Linked DNA regions of Ovis aries: region 2 is linked to region 1. Evidence: chromatin contacts called from public Hi-C data. All regions are on one chromosome and are shown on one strand. The core of a region is the stretch at or near the end of the contact, and the rest is flanking DNA. Distances in the headings are between cores, read along the strand shown. Region 1 holds the start of JADE2 (jade family PHD finger 2). Region 2 overlaps JADE2 (jade family PHD finger 2).

The links. A called contact is a pair of places that touch in the nucleus more often than the background predicts.
Region 2: a contact with region 1 is called in a Hi-C map of tail adipose tissue, with 2.4 times the contacts expected there. The contact joins the enhancer-like site here to the promoter of JADE2 in region 1. A contact is called at or near these places in 5 of 16 Hi-C or Micro-C datasets (hypothalamus, liver, muscle and 1 more).

What each region holds. Positions count from the first base shown.
Region 1 is chr5:43,698,210-43,700,758 of ARS-UI_Ramb_v3.0, forward strand. JADE2 (jade family PHD finger 2) reads left to right here and starts at 1,271. Exons shown (of 12, transcript XM_042250530.1): 1 at 1,271-1,376.
Region 2 is chr5:43,747,173-43,749,721 of ARS-UI_Ramb_v3.0, forward strand. JADE2 (jade family PHD finger 2) reads left to right here. Exons shown (of 12, transcript XM_042250530.1): 12 at 1-2,549. Among named protein-coding and RNA genes, the nearest start is that of SEC24A, 35 kb to the right of the region's middle. Within about 2 kb of position 1,274, at least 12 of the 54 cell types and tissues checked have an H3K27ac peak or open chromatin away from gene starts, as enhancers often do. A contact at or near this core is called in hypothalamus, liver, muscle and 1 more, where this site is marked.

The DNA of each region.
Region 1 (2,549 bases), core at 21-2,520:
AAGGAGGATGACTAACAGTCCACAGCCCAGATCAGGTGCCCTATAAATGGTCATTCACTCCCTCTTCTTCCTCTAGGTCATTTAATAACTGCTTGCCATGGGATCAGGATGGCTAAGAGGAGGAGCCTGTCCAGTCCTCTCCTACATGTAAACCCTTTACAACTAGCTCTAACAAGAGCAGTTCCCTTCAACTGTGCCACTGTATCTTGGTACCTCCACTCTCACCTCAGATATGCAGCTACCATCTGGACCTTGACCATGAAGTCCACAATCATTCAGTTTTTTTCCTGGCCTTCCCTTTGGCCCACAGTGGGAAATCTTGTATATGTCCCTCAGTTTCTTAGTGCTAACAGCTCTCAGGGAGTGTATTTGCACCCTTCCAAAATGTAGGCACCAGGAAAAGTGCTAATGTGCACCGTATACACTGAGTCAGACCCTGCTATACAGTTATAGTCCATATATATATATATATATATATATATGGCCTCAGGAAGCCTCCAACCACCCCATTCTACAGAAGAGGAGAAAGAGACCCAGAGATGAATTCACCTGCCCATATGAAGCAGCCTTGGAACTGCAGAGCCAGAATTAGAGCCTCCCTATTTAACCATTTTGTTACATGCTCACAGTCTGGGACACCTGTTTCTGGGCGCTGAGCTTGAGGTTCAGAAAACCTACCAACTGACTACTGAACGCTGGAGCAGATCTAATTGGGAGGTGATACCCAGCCCCTCAATCTTGCTGGCAAACTTCCCTAGACTTTGTGAATGGAGGCCATGGAAGAGAAATGTTGCAGTGACTCCCTTGGAGCTCGTATTTCTTTCCTGTGGCAAAAAGTGCTTATTTCAGCATCCATCATCTCCCTCTTTGTTGTGTAGACAATCCGCCCTGTCTGAGGATTTGTGCTATTATGAATTTGTTTATTATTGGATTTATTTCTCCTATAAGCAAATGTGTTCACAACATTCCATCAGGGAATCTTCTTAATTGTCACATAAATGTCATCTTATGTAAATTGAATATTTATCTTTCCACAGAAGGGGTGGAGGGAAAAGAAAGGATAAACAACCTTCAGTCTTGGAGAGGGGAGGCGGTTCCTGTTTCAGTTCACAACTCACCCACGTGCCTTCAAAGTCAAAGGTGAGGTTGAAGAAATTATTGGATCATGTTTGAGGGATAGCCAAAAAGGAGGGGTTAGAAAAAGTTGGCAATGATGCTTTGAGGATATTGGGCCTGGCTCCCAGGTCTCCCCCTCCCCCAAACCCCGCCTGAGTCCAGACCACCCCTTCCCTAGCTGGGAGCATCTGAGAAGGCTGCAGTTTGCCCCCCACTTCTCCCCATCCAGAAGGCCAGCCAGGCTCCTTCCTCGAGAGAAGGTGAGTGCGGCGGGCGCAGCGGGCTGGGTGGGTGTGGCCCGCGGCTCCGGGAACGGACCCAAGGCCCCGCCAGCGCCCGAGAGCCGCCCGACAGCCCGCCTGCCTGGCGAGCGCAAGCTCTTCTTCCAGAAACTGCGAGGATCCCAGCGAACTGTTTGTGCACCACAAGGTCAAGTCGGGAAGTGGAGCCGGAGGAGGAGGGGCGAGGAGGCGAAGGGTGGGGAGAGGGGCGCCCCGCTTCCTCGCCAAGTGCCAATCCTTGGAAGTTGCCCCTTGGTTTTTAACCCTTTAAGGGGAGTGGGAAGGAGCAAGGGGGAAGTGGATACCCTCGGGCAAACTCCTACTGGAACCAGGACGTGCAGCCACCCACCCACTCACCCATCACTGCGTTCTCTACCCCCCGGAAATGCGGGGCTAAGCCGGGTGCCCGGAGGCACTCGGGCGGGGGGAGGGGGCGATAAACCGAGAGGGACCCTCTCTACGGACCGCCCCTCCTTCTTGAGGTGGCCCACAATTTCAAGTTTCCCCAGCCCGGGATGTTAGTTTCCATCTGCTCTGGGTGGGGGAGGAGAGCCGCGCCCCCTCCCCCAGACTCGCGCGCGCCCCTCCCCTCCGCTCCTGCCAGCACTTTCTGCTCACTTCTGGCGCTGCAAAACGCCACGCGATTTATTCGTTTCGCATTTTTAAACCAGCGATTTAACCAGCAGGGCCTAGAGCGAGGGTCTTCCAGCGCTGGAACCCCGGGAGGCGGGGTGCTCTGTGCAAACCTCGTTCCCTCCGCGAGTGTCGCCTTCAGGCTGTTATTTGCAAAGAAACGTCTTTTTGACGCAGGGAGAAATGGCAAATTTTAAGTACGTCATTAATATGGCGCCAAAAGATTTTTTTAAGTATAAGCTTGCTTTTTTTTTTTTTTAAAGGTTGCGGGGGGCGCCGCCCCGGTCTGGGGCGCGAAGGGGGCGGGGTGTGAGCAGAAAGTGTGAGTGAGAGTGGAGGGGCGGGGTATGTGTGTGAGTGTGTGAAGTGTGAGCAGACCTGATGGGACTTGCACGGGCGCAGCCGCCGCTTGGGCCCGGCCCTGGGGACAGGGCGGGCTGGGGGTGCCCCAGAGCCCGTGGGGAGTACAGGCCCGAGGTGCAGGCAAGAGGGCGGCCCAGCAGGGTGCCCTCCACCCGG
Region 2 (2,549 bases), core at 24-2,523, 49 kb after region 1:
GTAGTAGCTCTGAAGAGTTTCAGTGGAGTGGCCCCAGGGTGATAGCTCAGGGAACAAATGAAAAACAAAAAGGAATTCAGTGAAAACATTTTTTTTTTTCTTTTATGACTTACTCCTGGGTCACTTCTGCCACTGGTAAAGCCAGAACTTCTCCAACAAGAACCTTGCAAAAGTCCAGTGAATCAGTCGAATCATTCTGTGGATGCCAAAGAATATTTTGACCATAATACAGCACAGCCAGGACCTGACAACTTGTCACTTGGACTTTTTTTAAAAATGGAGTTCTTTAGCAACCAAGTGTAGAAACATGTTCGTTGCACACACCCAAGGAGGTGAGCCCAAGCTCTCGGACAAGGATGCTGTTCTGCTGCTGCTGGTGTTGGATTTTGGATCCTGGGCCCACTGTGAGCTCTCCTGAACCCTAAAACTCTGCACGAGGAGACTGACGGTGAAACCAGCGTGGCAAAAGTCTCACCATGGGGATCCCCCTCACATAACACAAAGCGCAAATCAGTGGGATAGGGAGCAGGCTGAGCACCCATCCCCGACTCAAGACTTTCAAGGTACGGCAGTGGCATGGTCATGGACACTGAGTTTCATGTGAGTTTTATCAAAACAGGAAACAAAGATAATGACTAAGTTTAAAGGGCTGGACAGATGTGTCCAGTCGGAGCAGACTCAGAGTGGGCTTCGAGGACTCTGGGCGTTGGGATGGCATGAGCTACTGTGTAGAGTTTGGTCTGCCTGGCGCCTTGGTAGTAGTGGCCAGTGCAGCGTCAGCAGCAGCGTCCTAACCCCATTCTCTGTTTACTGCCTTTGAACAGATCTTCTTCCTTCCCCGTGCTTCGGGTCACCTCGGGTAACAACCTTGTCTGTGCTGGATTGCCTGGTCTGACCTCACAGGAAGCAAAGGGACCAGCTTTAAAGAACAACCAAACTCTGCCGGGAGGTGGGGTGCTCAGGTCCAGTAGACTCAGCACTAGCCTGCTTACCCTTCATCCATCCTGAGGCAGGGTCTGGGCGCTCTGGGGGCGAGGTAGGGCATAGGACCAGGGCAGGCAGGTGGTAGGTCTGGTCAGGGTCTGGACTGGGTGGGCCAGGCCAGGAGACCAGCAGAGGGCCTCTACTCAAGTTGGCCTCTAGATTTCAACCCACTTCTCAGTTGGCTCTTGCTTTGAATTGAATTATCCCTGGGGTCCCGTGTCCTGCACGGAGTCCGGGTGCCTCTAAGGCTGGCTGCCCAGGGCCTGCCAGGCCAGACCCAAGAGCTTTGTCTGCCAGCCAGCTGTCCACTACTGGGACGCCTGCCAGGCTGCAAAGAAGACAAGGACACTGGCCCTCACCACTGGCCTTCCTGCTGCCAGCACAGCCCCTTCACTCTGCGGCTTCCCATCCACCGTACAGGTGGTTTTGCTGCCTTTGAGGTCAGGATGGGAAGCTGGGGAGGTGGCAGGAGGCCTTTTCCAGCCTAGAGGCTGAGGTGCGTCTTTCACGCAACCGTATCTGCAGACACTTACTGGAGGCATAAGCTGCTCTGGAAGTTGGCCCGGCGGTCTTTACCACTCTCCTGGTCCCTGCTGCCCACCTCCTTCCCCCTTCTCACAGTGAGAAAGGATAATGTGCAAGGAAAGTATTTTTATGGATCATAAATGTATTTTAGAACAAACGCAGAGAAGAAAGGTTAGAAGGGTTTATTTTATTAAATGAGCTCTGACTTGGTGACAGTGTGTGAACATTTGCAGTGTGAAGGTCTCAGGTTCCCTGGAGAAGCCACCCAGGTTTCCAAACGTGGGTGTTGGGCTGTGGATGTGTGAGTTTGTGCCAGGGCACGTCTTGTGTGTCCATGTGCATGTGTGTCTGTGTGTCACGTATGGGCACACAGTGGGACTTGCCAGGGCAGTTTCTAGAGAATCACATGCCTAGTTCTGACAGACATTGGCAGCAGCTGGACTTGGCATTCCTTCCTTACTGCCAGATGTGGCCAACCTCTCTGCCTATACCCCAAGCTCTGCAGAATGGTCTGGATGCCTGTAACAAGGCCCTTGGGGAGGCCACTTCCCATGGCCCCGGCCCAGCTGGCCACATTGGCCAAAGAGCCAGGGCTGGAGTCCAGGACCTTTGGTTGTTCTTTAAGGCACTTCCTGCCACCTTGTCCCTCAGACGCACAACACTCTGTGCTCCACATCGGCTCGGGGTGGGAGGGTGATATGAATGTCACAGGAGGAGACACCTTCTGTCTTTGTTTCAAAGAAAGTTGATGTGCCATTTGTTAATATACAAGAGAAATATTGAAAATATATTGAAAAGAGCAATTTTAAATTATTTTTGGCTTATGTTGCAATATTTATTTTCTTGTATTAGGAAAGATTCCTTTGTAGAAAAAAAAATGTATTTTTCATTAACGCAAAAACCTATTTCTCCTTTTTGTACATTGTCCATGTTCGCTACCCTTAACGAGCAATAGAATGTATGGCTGCCTCGGGGTGGCCAGTGCCCGCGTGCCCTGCATGATTCTGTGGTCCTGCCCCCACGTAGCTCCCAGTCCCATC